2 separate regions of the Pan troglodytes genome follow, and region 1 is linked to region 2. Evidence: chromatin contacts called from public Hi-C data. All regions are on one chromosome and are shown on one strand. The core of a region is the stretch at or near the end of the contact, and the rest is flanking DNA. Distances in the headings are between cores, read along the strand shown. Region 1 holds the start of PADI2 (peptidyl arginine deiminase 2). Region 2 holds the start of PADI3 (peptidyl arginine deiminase 3).

What was found. Hi-C and Micro-C count contacts between places; a contact is called where the count stands out from the background.
Region 1: a Hi-C map of stem cell-derived neural progenitor cells shows a contact between it and region 2, with 4 times the contacts expected there. The contact joins the promoter of PADI2 here to the promoter of PADI3 in region 2. A contact is called at or near these places in 5 of 7 Hi-C or Micro-C datasets (blood, induced pluripotent stem cells, a lymphoblastoid cell line and 1 more) and 1 of 1 other capture datasets (stem cell-derived neural stem cells).

The regions. Positions count from the first base shown.
Region 1 is chr1:214,089,746-214,095,836 of NHGRI_mPanTro3-v2.0_pri, reverse strand. It overlaps PADI2 (peptidyl arginine deiminase 2), which reads right to left and starts at 1,678. Exons shown (of 16, transcript XM_513113.9): 1 at 736-1,678. The coding sequence starts at 827.
Region 2 is chr1:213,961,653-213,968,450 of NHGRI_mPanTro3-v2.0_pri, reverse strand. It overlaps PADI3 (peptidyl arginine deiminase 3), which reads left to right and starts at 3,310. Exons shown (of 16, transcript XM_524563.7): 1 at 3,310-3,478. The coding sequence starts at 3,387. PADI1 (peptidyl arginine deiminase 1) reads left to right here. Exons shown (of 16, transcript XM_016955003.2): 16 at 1-234.

The sequences.
Region 1 (6,091 bases), core at 429-2,928, 130 kb before region 2:
GAGAGAAGGGGAGGGAGCAGAACTCTGAATCAGGATCCTTTTCCAACAAAGTACCCCGCTATACACCCCAAGTCCCCGTCGTCAGCTGGGTAGAATATTGTCCCTCTGTGGTCTCAGAATGAAGTCAGGGGAAGGTATCTGGGGACACGGAGCTCAGGGCCAGTGCCTGGGGACAAGCAACCACCAGCAGCCCCCACAGGGAGAAATCGGAGCCTGAGTAACCTCCAGGGCCAGATTCAGCCTCAGGGCAGCTCCCTTCGGGTCCTGCCCCAGTCCCCGGCAAGTCTCCGCGGAAGCTCCGCTGAACTGGGAGTGGGAAGCAGGAGAGGGGCTGGGTTGAGGTGGGTCCGAGGGGAAGTGATGTGCGGAGGGGAAGTGAAAGGGGAGAGGACGGCAGGGAAGCTGAAGGGGTGTGAGGTCCCCCGGGAGGAGAACTGGAGAGGGCCAGACGGAGGGTTACGGGTGAAAGGGAGGGTCTGTGAAAGGGGTCGTGAGGGAGCTGGGGCTGAGGCTGTGTTAGGGGGTCTGGGAGAGTCTCAGGGTTTCAGGAAGGTGGACACAAGGTTCGGGGGTTGTCAGGTTTCTGGATGAGATTCTTAGGATTTCTGGGCTCGGGGGCTCGGGATGAGGGACAACTCGGGCTGGACAAAGGCTGTCCACGTCCCCGAGTCTGAGCGCGTCTCAGGATTTCTGGGCTCGGGATCTCGGCCCGGGCATCACGGTGGGCCGGCTCACCTGTAGACATCGGTCCAGAGGTAGGTGCCCAGCACGTACACCGCCTCCACGCGGCTCCCGTACTGCAGCCGCACGGTCCGCTCGCGCAGCATCCTCCCCGCCGCAGTGCCCGCGCTCGCTGGTCCGGGGCGGCCGGGAGCACCTGCAGCAGGTGCCCCTTCTCCGGCAGCCTGCGCCCCACGGCCCCGCGCGCAGCCTTATCCAGTGGCCGGTGGGCGGGGCGGCCCGCCCCAGTCCTCTCGCAGTGGGCTGCGGGCCTGTCCGTCAAGCGTGGTCCCGCCCCTAACTCGTCCCGCCCCGCTGAGGTCGTGGCGAAGTCATCAGGGACCAGTTTTGTGCTTTCCATGGTTGGATTGTCATTCTTTCATTCGACAAACCTTCGGTGGGCGCCTAGGTGTTGGAGGGCCCTAGCTCCCCTCCGGACGCCCCAGCCCAGTGGGGCTGAAAATGCAAATGTGGGAACACAAAGAGGGTGCCCTAACCCAGCCTGGGGGCCAGGAAGCCTTCCCAGAGAAGACGATCCTGGAACCTTCTTAAAGGAGGCGTTTGCAAATTAAAGGCGAGGAGAGGGAGCTGCCTGTGCAAAGCCGGGTGCAGCCCGGTACCCCCATCCCCCAACAGTCAGATGAACCTCACCATAGAGAAAATGGGAAGCGGTGGGGATGGGGAACCCGGCAGCTGACGGAGACCAGGACGCCAAGCCAAGGCATTGGAGGGTGGGAGATGGGAGCCTGGAGTGGTTGTCTCCGCGAGCCGTGGTCGGGTGTGCTCGTGAAATGGGTCATTCTGGGCTGGGGAGGGGCAAGGAAGCCCCTGGCTGTGGCCAGAGCTGGAGAGGTGGGGACTGACCCGGCCACTGCTTAGGGACTGGGATTTTGGTGGCACCTGGTGACTGACAGGATGTGTGGGTGGAGGGAGAGGAGAGGGGTAAGGATTAGGGACCCGGTTCTGGCCTGGGCCACCAAGGGAAGGGGGGTGCCACACAGAGGTCATCGTGTGTCTCACAGAGGCTGAGATGTAGGATGACAATCAGTGCGGGCCTCGGCCAGCCCCTCCCACGTCCCAGCCCTTCCCCTGGGACCCAGTGGGAGTGCTGTTCAGACACATACATCAGCCCTGTGTGAGGAAGTGGTCTTTGGTAGGTGAGGACAGAAACTGAGGGGGGGTGGGCAGAGGCCGTGGGAGGGAAGGAGTGGGGCGGAGGGGATGTGTGTTTGGGAAGGAGTTAGGGCTGATGGAAGATGGAGCTCCAGGAAGGGGTGCCCCCAGACAAGAGGGGTGAGGCCCACAAGTGCCCAGTGCTGATATACCCAGCCCTTGGACTCCAACCTTCTCCCTGAGGCGGCCCAAATTAGGAGGTGGTGAAGAGCCCAGCTGCTTCTGAGTGGCAGGGATTTGGGAGGAATGTGAGTGGGGAAGAGGGAAGGCCCGAGTTTTAGCCAGGAGGTCATTTGTCCCCCAAAGGCACAGCTCACAGACCCAGGGAGAGGCCAGTAACTGTTTTTTTTTTTTTTTTTTTTTTTTTTGAGACAGAGTTTTCCTCTTGTTGCCCAGGCTGGAGTACAATGGCGCCATCTCAGCTCATTGCAACCTCCGCCTCCCAGGTTTAATTGATTCTCCTGCCTCAGCCTCCCAAGTAGCTGGGATTACAGGCAGGCACCACCACACCCAGCTAATTTTGTATTTTTAGTAGAGACGGGGTTTCTCCATGTTGGCCAGGCTGGTTTTGAACTCCTGATCTCAGGTGATCTACCTGCCTCGGCCTCCCAAAGTGCTAGGATTACAGGCGTGAGCCACAGCGCCCGGCCGAGGCCAGTAACTTCTGATGAACTCCAGGCACCCGGCTGAGCACATCCTCCAATCAGGAGGAATCTCTCGGGTGGCCACCTGCCAAACTGGGACAAAACTTGTATAGCTTGGAGAGACTTCGAGGTGCCCCCAGAGGTGAGCTCGTGTCTGGGCACCCCTCTGCCATGAGTGACTCTGGAGCCCTTACTGTGTGACAGATAATGGGCACCCACCAGGGTTCTCACCTTCCTGGGGCTGTAACTTTCATTTGACTCATGGGGAGACTGGGGCCAGAGTGGGGGAGGACACTGTACCCCCCACTGACGGAGACCCCGGGCAGCTCATAACAGGACACTGGGCAAGGTAGTGATAACATCAGACCGCAATACCCAGGGGAGCTGGAGTAAGAGCGGGCACTTACTGCGTTCTTTCTGTGGGTCAGGCACTGTTCCAAGCGGCTCTTTTCATGTATTAGAGTTAGATCACTGAACCCTCCCAGTAACTCCGCCACTTTACAGATGAAGAAAGTGAGCTGTGAGGAGGTGGGGGAATTGACTCTGGGTTGCAGAGCTCCTAAGAGTGGCAGAGGGAGGAGCTTGCAGGGCCACTGGGGTGGAGGCAGGGGACAAGGCCGAGTGAGGGCAGGGGCAGAATGCTGTCCATGCTTTGTAGATAAGGAAGTCGCAGTTCTAGGCCCAGCTCTGCTTTTGTGCCGCCTTGAGCCAGGTACCCTGCCATTCGGAGCCCCATTTTCTGCCTCTGTGAAGTAACTGATCCCTCAGCACGGTGTAAGGACGGTATTAAACGAGACAACAAGGTGCAGAAAATACTAGCACAGAGCCTGGCACAAGGCTCGAGAAATGAAGCCCCCTCCCCTTAAAAACCCAATTCAGACCTGGCCATCCACACTCAGGACTCCTGCCCGGGCTCAGGCCATCATGTTGGGCCCAGAGCCTGGTTGATGAGACAGGAGTTTCCTGGTGCCCAGAGGTTTAAAATAGCTGAAGTGGTCACAGCTGTTGGTGGATTCAGGGCCGGAGGTCGCAGGCATCACGGCTGCTCCCACCTCTCCCCTGGGGTCCGGAAGAGCCACAGAGCATCTCACGGTGTCTTTTGGGGACTTAGCTTAGGCCAGTTCCTGGCACTGACCCGCGCCCACCCCTCCAACAAGCGCCCCTGCCAAGCCTGTGGGCAGGGTGCCTGGGCTAGGAGGGGCTCTTCTGAGCCGTTTTCTGTTAGGTTCCTTCACTGGGTGTGGGGTCTCCGGGCCAGGCCTTGGGGGAACCAGGGAGGCCACTCAAACTTCGACAAGCCTGCTTTGAGGAAACTGACAGCTTACTGAGAGCACTATACATACAATAATTTAAAAAGAAAGAAAAAAATGCACAAGTATTACCTGGTCATTGTGGAAAAGTTAAAAAAAATATGATCACCCATGACCCTAGTACCAGAGATCAGTCTGAATCTATGAGTATGATCTGGCCGGGCTGCCCACAGGCTGCTGTGGGGCAGCACACTTCCTGAGCCCTTGCGCCATGCCAGGAGCTGTTCAGAGCCCATTCACACACACATCTCAGCCTGTTTAATCCTCACGACAGCCCTGTGAGGTGGGAGCTATTATTATCTTCCATTTGCACAGAGGCACCAACCAGCCTGCAGTGAAGAGCGTGGACTTTGGTCTTGGTGGACCTGGGGTCAAGTCTGGCTCTGCCCCTCACTAGCTGGGGGCCTCTCTGGGCCTCAGTTTCTTCTTCTATAAAGGAGATACTAGGAATTGTTATAAGGAACAAGGAATGACAAGATGATATCCAGTAAGGTACTGCACATCGTGGCCTGGCACAGACCCAAGTTCCAGTAGACGGTAGTTATTTCCTATGCGTATATAGTTATTTTAAGTTTTTGTAAACATGGGCTTCTGACTACATGCTGTTTGATAACATACTTCAAAGCTTCCACAATGTGAGAGGCTGGGCTGGCTGTGGCCAGGTCACACAGAGCATTGTAAGTCGTGGAAAAGGCTTTTGGGCTTTATCTTTATGGGGTCATGGGGGAAGCCTGGGAAGGACTTTGGAAGGCGTCAACGGCACGATGTACACTTTAGGAAAATCACTCTGGCTGCTGTAGGCAGCTAAATTTGACAGGAATTCTGGCAGGAGACCAGAGAAAGGAAGAGGTCGGCGTCTGGGCCATGGATCCCCAAAGCAATCCTTCTGTGGCCAGGGATCGCCCCAACCCCTGACTCTGCACCATGGGGACCTGCAGTCATACCCTCAAGAGCAGATCCCCATAAACCTGGCCCTGCCTGGCCCCGTCACATTCCCTTTCCCCTGGCAAAGCCCACCCTTTGGTCTCACTCCCTTGAGAAGAGTCTCTGGGATGGGGGCATTGATTCAGCCTCTGCCTCAGCTCTCGGTCCTGAGAGACATCGTGCTCAGAGGCGGGGAAGGGCTGGGGTGCTCCATTGTTCTAATAACTGCGTGAGTTCAGAATGAGGAAGTCATGTCTGTTCTGCGTGCTGCTGTGGCTGTACCCCACTCGGGGGTACATTTATATATGCAGAGAGAGAGATTTATTTTAAGAAATTGGCTCACATGGTTGTGGGGGCTGACAAGCCTGAAATTTGTAGAGCTGGCCAGTCAGAAATGGGAGAAGAATTGATGTTGCGGTCTTGAGTCTGAAATCTACAGGTTGGAAACAGCACGGTTTCTATGTTGCATTCTGGAGGCTGAATTGCCTCTTCTTTGGGAAACCTCAGTCTTTGTTCTTAAGGCCTTCAACTGATTGGATGAGGCCCACCCACATTTTGGAGTGCAATCTACTTTACTCAAAGTCTACTGATTTAAACGTTGATCACATCTGAAAAATATCTTCACAGCAACATCCAGACTGATGTCTGACTGGATGATGGGGTGCCATAGCCTGGCCAAATCGACACAGAAAATTAACCATCACCATGCTGAAAGATGGGCTAAGGCTTTCATTCATTAGGTCGCCATTTATGGAGCATTTATTCCCTGCCAGGCACCTGCGCTAAGCACTGTGTATATGTTATCCCATTGAATCCTTGCTACAACCCCAGAAGTAAATATTTTTCTTACCCTTATTTTATACATCCAAGGGTAAGATGACTTGTCCGGGCCAGGGTTCTACCCTTAGTCAGTGAAGCAAAGCTAGAAAGGTGAATTCTGGAGAAGATGTAATAAGCCAGTTGTCTGAGCGGCTGCCAGGGGTCCAGAGTAAGCCTGGGAGGTCCTAGACCCGTGCTTTCCAACATGTAGCCACTGCCAGACAAGGTTCATGTGGCTAATCCGAACTGACACGTGCTGTAGGTGTAAAACAGTGGTCCCCAACCTTTTTGGCACCAGGGACCTGTTTTGTGGAAGACAGGCTTTCCATGGATGGGGTGGGGGGATGGTTTCGGGATGATTCAAGCGCATTACATTTCTTGTGCACTTTATTTCTATTATCACATTGTAATACATAATGAAACAATTTTACAATTCACCGTAATGTGGAATCAGTGTGGGCCCTGAGCTTGTTTCCTGCAACTAGATGGTCCCATCTGGGG
Region 2 (6,798 bases), core at 2,061-4,560:
TCTGAAGGGGCCGGGGGTGTGAGCTGGGGTTGGGACTCCCCTGAGAAAGAGCTGTGGGTAGGAAGGGAGTGAGCATTGCAGAGATAGGGCTGGGGGTCGGGGCCACACTGAGTGTGGGAAGCTCTGGAGTTGTTGCTGGGCCATCGAGGGGCCCTGGTGTTGGCTCTGAGAATGTTCTGGGTGACCAGTCACCTACTTTCTGATCAATAAAAATGTCGACATGCATTTCTTACAGGGCTGTCTACCCAGCCTGTTTGTTGGGTTGGGGAGGAGGGGAGGAAAGCGGAGAAGACTGCTTCCAGTTCCACCCACTATGAAGCTGCTTGGCTCAATTTCTGCTGCCACAGGCAGCCCCTGCTCAGCTAGGAGAGCCTCACAGTGCCACGGCCAGTGCCATGGCCAGTGCCAGGCAGGCTGATTCAGCAGGATGACTGGCACATGCCTCTTGCTCTGGGGCTGATGGCCCTGCTAAGATGGAGATCAGATCAGGGGAGGGATGGGTCCTGCCTCTTCATCTCTCCTCTCTTCCTTCAGCATCCCCTCCATCTCTCAGGGACAACAGGTCAGGGAGGCAGCCCGGGCCCTATTAACAGAGGTGAGAGTTCCCCAGCAGGGCTGGTTCCCAGGGCCACAGGCCACTACAGTTCCCTTTCTGGTTTTCGTTTTGTTTTCTTTTCTTTTCTTTTGTTTGAGACCGAGTCTTGCTCTGTCACCCAAGCTGGAGTGCAGTGGTGCTATCACAGCTCATTATAGCCTTGAATTCTTGTGCTCAAGTGATCCTCCCACCTCAGCCTCCTGAGGAGCTAGGAATACAGGCACAGGCCACCATGCCCAGCTAATTGCTGATTTATTTTTTACGGAGCTGGGGTTTTGCTATGTTACCCAGGCTGGTCTCAAACTCCTGGGCTCAAGCGATCCTCCCATCTTGGCCTCCCAAAGTGCTGGGATTACAGGTGTGAGCTACTGTGCCTGGCCCAATTCCCTTCCATTTTTGTGTCTGAAGCTTCTAAGTTACCTGGCTTCAGTGGTCTGATTTTGGATGCCTGAAATCATCACCCTCTCATCCTACACATTTGCTGCTGCCTCAAATTACACCCTTTGATACTCACTCACTTTATTTTAGCTTTTGTTGTGGAGTAAGAGGGCAAAAAGCTGCTGCCTATTAGTCATTGACACTTTAGTCTGAATTAACCACAAACCTGTTTCTAAAAGTTGGTATTAACAGAGGAGAAGTGAAGGCATGAGTCTCCTTCCAAAGACATATACAGTTCTCCGAGAAAGAGGCAGGTAGTGGGCCAGCACCCCAGGGAAAGCCCCTACTTTCTGCATCTATTCCCCATCTGTGCTCACAAGAAGGCTAGGGAGACTAAGGCTTCCTCCTGAGCTCGAACTCTTACCCAGGGCTCCCAAGGCTGACTCAGCCATCAAGCCATTCCACAGCTGAAAAAAGTGAAGCTGTCCCTTGACCCAGAAGTCCAGCAGTTCTCCTTGAAAAGAACATCTTTCCCAAAAACTGAGACATGGGAATGACAATCTCAGGGTCCTGTTGAGGCCCTTGAACTGGTGCAGATGTCCCAGCTGGAGATGCTGGGGAGCGGGTCCTGGTCCCCATCCTGTCTCAGGCTGTCAGCACTGCCAGGGAGAAGGGAGGAAACCTCTATTCAGCACCTCCTGAGCCTCCGCCAGGCAGGGTGCGTCTTCACTATTATCTCCCCCAGGGCCAGTGATTAGCTGCATTTTCTACAGATGAGGAAACCGAGTCTCCAAGAGGGGGGACACTGACACCCAAGGCCCTATTGTGGGTGCACGGTGGAGCCTGCCTCTGAACCCAAGACTTCTCTCCCTAGAGCCCTTGCTCCTGCTCTTCCAGGAGCCTGAATGCCCCTCTGACTTCAGTTTCCCACCTGACGACTGAGCTTTCCTACTCTGACATGCCAAGCTCCCCCTGGCTGGAGAGAGTTCTCACCCCCATCATTTACCGCTTTCAGAGGTTTTTGGGACCTAATAACAGCAACAATAGTAATACAATAACGCCAAGCTCCATACCAGAGCTCTACCAACGCTGGCCCCTGAGGCCTCACAGCAACCATTTTTCAGACGAGAAAAGTGAGGCACGAACAATTAAGAAACTTGCCCGGCCGGGCATGGTGGCTCACGCCTGTAATCCCAGTACTTTGGGAGGCCAAGTCGGGTGGATCAAGAGGTCAGGAGATCGAGACCATCCTGACTAACACGGTGAAACCCCGCCTCTATTAAAAATACAAATAATTAGCCGGGAGCCGTGGCAGGTGCCTGTAGTCCCAGCTACTCGGGAGGCTGAGGCAGAAGAATGGCATGAACCCGGGAAGTGGAGCTTGCAGTGAGCCGAGATCGCGCCACTGCACTCTAGCCTGGGTGACAGAGCGAAACTCTGTCTCAAAAAAAAAAAAAAAAAAGAAACTTGCCCAAGGTCGCCCATCCAGGAAGCAGCTGAGGCAGGGCTGAAACCCAGGTCTCGCTCTAAAATCCATTAAAAAAAAAAAAAAAAAGTTGGTGTTTCTCAAAGGGCACCAAAATGCTTTGGGGGTGCTTATTAAAAAATCCAGAGGGCCGGGTGCTGTGGCTCATGCCTGTAATCCCAGCACTTTGGGAGGCCGAGGCAGGCGGATCACCTGAGGTCTGGAGTTCAAGACCAGCCTGACCAACATGGAAAAACCCCGTCTCTACTAAAAATACAAAATTAGCCGGGAGTGGTGGCACACGCCTATAATCCCAGCTACTCGGGAGGCTGAGGCAGGAGAATTGCTTGAACCTGGGAGGCGAAGGTTGCCGTGAGCCGAGATCGCACCATTGCATTCCAGCCTGGGCAACAAGAGTGAAACTCCGTCTCAAAAAAAAAAAAAAAAAAAAAAAAAAAAAAAAAATCCAGAGGCCAGGCTGCACCCCTAACTGCTGGATCAGAGTGGACAACAGACCTGGGAATCCGCATTTTCACCAGCTTCCCCAGCAGAGTAAGAAAGCTCCCCATTATAGTCTCTGAAAATGCAGAAAATGGAGGTGAGGAAGCAAGAAGCGTCCGAGATCAATATCATATATCTCTGCACCCCCTCAACAGCACCTGCCCCCAACAGTTCCTGGTGCCTACCCAGGTACCTGTGGGGACTTGCTTTCCAAGAAATTAACTTCCTGGGTGCCGGGGTCGGGACAACAGGTTCGTATACAAATACTGGGTCCCTTCCAGCCAATCCTGAGCTCTCAGCTCTGGGAAGGGGCTGGGCTTTCATGACTGGAGCCAATGAATTGGCACCCTGGGCTGGAGGGGTGGGGCCAGGGGCTTTTAAACCTCATCCTAAGGGGCCTCAGGGGCAGTGTTGGGGTTGGCGGCCACAGCTAAGTCCAACACCAGCATGTCGCTGCAGAGAATCGTGCGTGTGTCCCTGGAGCATCCCACCAGCGCGGTGTGTGTGGCTGGCGTGGAGACCCTCGTGGACATTTATGGGTAAGAGTCAGAGGCCTAGTGGTTTGCAGGCCCTTGGTGCTGATGCCCTTGGACCTTCCTCCCTGCAGGCTGGGCAGGGCTTCTTCAGGGCCCACTCCCCAGCCTTGGCCTCGGAACAGCAGCCAATCAGGGAAGCTTGGGTCCTCCTCTTGGTCCACTGAGTTTCCTGAAGACCTTAGCCAGGGAATTTGAAGTTTGGGAGGCTGAGCCGGGTAGAAGAGGCTTCAGTGGCTGAGCTCCAGACCGGGGGCTTGGAGGGGGCTGGTGCCGCGAAGAGATGGCACTTTTCTATGTCCAAGGGATCCTGCAGGTTGGGCTGAGGATCTGTCTGGGGCACACAAGAATAGGAACAGGCAGATATCCCCAGCCCCATCCTGAGCCTATGAGCCTAGAAACAGAGCATGAATCATTTTTAAAAAATAAGTTAATACATAGCACTTACCATGTGCCAGGCACTATTCTAAGAGCTTCACAAGCCTCTTGAGTTAACTTTCGAACTTTAATCTTGAATTTAACCCTTACAACAACCCTGTGAGCTAGGCTTATTATTAGCATCATCTCATCAGACAAATGAGAAAACCGAGGCAGAGAGGGCAAGCCATTCGCTCAAGTCACACAGTTACTAAGTGGCAAAGCCAGGGTTTAAACCTGCTTGTGGTCTTACTCAGGAGTCTTATGGTTTTAGCTGCTCTGATACTTGGAAAATAAAGATTTCCAACCTGGTTTCCTCCAGACACTCAATGCCCATGCATTATGCTCCTACGGTGTGCCAGGTCATGCCTTTGAGGCCCATGGTAGAGGGAGGTAAGGCCTTATCTTCTCTCTCTTAGGAAGAAAAGAGGGTTAGGGTAGGGTTTTAGGAGCTGGGCTCTGGGGACCACCAGGGGGCTGGCTTCTTAGGCTTTTGGGGAGTCTCCAGGGTCCTGGCTTGGAGGTAATCAGGATACTGGGAGGGGTGGGTGCAGAACTGTGGGACAGCTCCCACCTCTCAAGTCTCCCAGCCCCCTCCTCAGGCCAGGTTTCTCAACCTCAGCACTACTGTCACGATACCTCTTTGTCATGGGGGCCACCCTGTGCACTGTAGGATGGAGAGCAGCATTCTGTGCCTCTCTTTTGCTAGATACCAGCAGCATACTCCCAAGTTGTGACAACCAAAAATGTCCCCAGACATTGCCAAATGTGCCCTGGGGTGGGAAGAAAATAGCCCACCCATTGAGAACGAGTCTCCGAGACTAAGACTCGAAAAATCAGGGCGAACTTAGTTGGGAGCAGCGATGGGGTTGATCCAGGGCATTGGATGAGAGGGGGTGAGGAGCTGGTCATGGGAGGGAACTAAGTCGGGAGCAGAGCCAGTCCAGGAAATAAATCCTGGTATTGGTGGGTGGGCAGTAGGAGGAGGAAGGGGATTCAGTGGTTCTTGAAGGAAGGGGCAGCCACAGAGGCTGTGCCACGGAGGTAATGAGGAAGGAGGGGTATCTGCCACTTGGCACCACTGCCTGCCTGCCATGGGGTGACTGGGCTGCGTGCCATGGGGTGACTCACCTGCCCCTGCTGCCTCGTGCCCGTTGGGCAGATGTGTCTCCGGTTTGACCTGCCCCAGGAAGCCTGGGCCTGGCTCCTCCCCCGCAGAGCTTCCTTAGAGGATAGAGGATGGATTGGGGCAATAAGAGATAAAGGCCATAGCTTCCTGGAGTCACCTGAGCCACACTGGAGGTTTGCAGAGAAGGCCATGGGTGGGACAGCCACAGGGTGGGGGATGGAAGCTCTGATACCTTCAAATGAGGGATTCTTGGGCCCTGGTGGCCAAACCCCCCAGGGGTGGGAGTGGAGAGCTCCTAGTTCGTTCATTCACATATTCTTCAAGTATTTCTTTTGGGTCTAGTGTGTGTACCATTCAGAGCCTTGAAGGATGAGCACAGGCTCTGGGGACACATACAGGGGAGCACAAGCAGCCCCTCCTCTCTGAGAAGCCAGCAGAGGCTGGACAATCTTCTTACAAGGGTGCCACAGAAAGGACTCCTTTCTGGAAAGGGGAGCAGGACTGAGTTAGTTCTGAGGTCCCTCCCGGCTTGGAGGTGCCGTGATGTAACAATCCTGGGTCCTCAGCCTGCGGGCCAACAAGAGAAAGGGCAGTAGATGTTGTGGCTCAGTCCTGGCTCTGCAACTTCCCGGCTCTCTGACCGTGGGAAACTCCTTTAACTTCTCTGAGTCTCTGTTTCCTCACCTGTTGCCTGGGGATGATAATAATATCAGCAATGGCACTGAATGCCACTCCCCAGCAGTGCCTGTAAGCGCTTTCCATATGTTAACTAATTCTCACAAAATTCTCAAGTGGGCACTGTCATCATCGTCATTTTATAGATAAGAAAACAAAGGCACAGAGAGGTTAAACAACTTGTCCAAGGTCACATGGCCAGTGAGTGGCAGAGCCAGGATGTAACTCAGTTTGGCCTTACTTCAAAGGGCAGTTAGGGGCATTGAATGAGATTGTGTGTGCAAAGCATGTAACTAATACTGATTTGTGGTGAACATTCAGTTATGTTAACTGTCACCATTATCATCATCATCAGTTTAAGGCTTTGTCCTGGGCCTGTGGACAGCCTCAAGCATCCCCAAACCTGCCATATGCAGGATGTCTGGGGAACAGTCTCTGGACCGTATTGGGAGAAGGAGTTGAGAAAAGCGAAATTTACATCTGACTCATGGCTGAGTCAGGGCAGGCTTCCTGGAGGAGGGGCACCAATCAGACCCTTGAAGGATGAGGACAAGCAAGTCCGTTGGGCCTCTCTATCTGTGGCAGTGGATTCAACTTTATCTTCTTGCCTTTCCATGAATTGGAGATGACCCAGGCATGGTATGGGGGCTTTTCTTTCTTGAGCAGTGAGTCTTAGGATGGGGAAAGGGAAGGAAGGGTACCCTGGTGCACTGAGCCATGCACTGGGCATCTGGTGGCTGATTAACTCCTCCCTGCAACTGGAGGCAGGCTCAGCGGGATGGTGGTCTGACAAGTGCTATCCCACAGGGCTGTAGGGCTTGAACCCAGATCCCATCAAGTTCCACAGCCCAGGTGGTTTGCTTGGTTCCACACAGCTCTTTCTCAAGGCTCAGGCATCAGCACAAACCTTAGCACAAAGTCTTGGTGCAGGAAGAAAGCTGCTTTCTTTTCTTCTTTTTTTTTTTTTTTTTTGTTGAAGACAGGGTCTCACTCTGTTGCCCAGGCTGGAATACAGTGGTGCAATCTTGGCTTACTGCAGCCTGGACCTCCCCAGGATCAAGCTATCCTCCCGCCTCAGCCTCCGAGTAGCTGGGACTACAGGCGT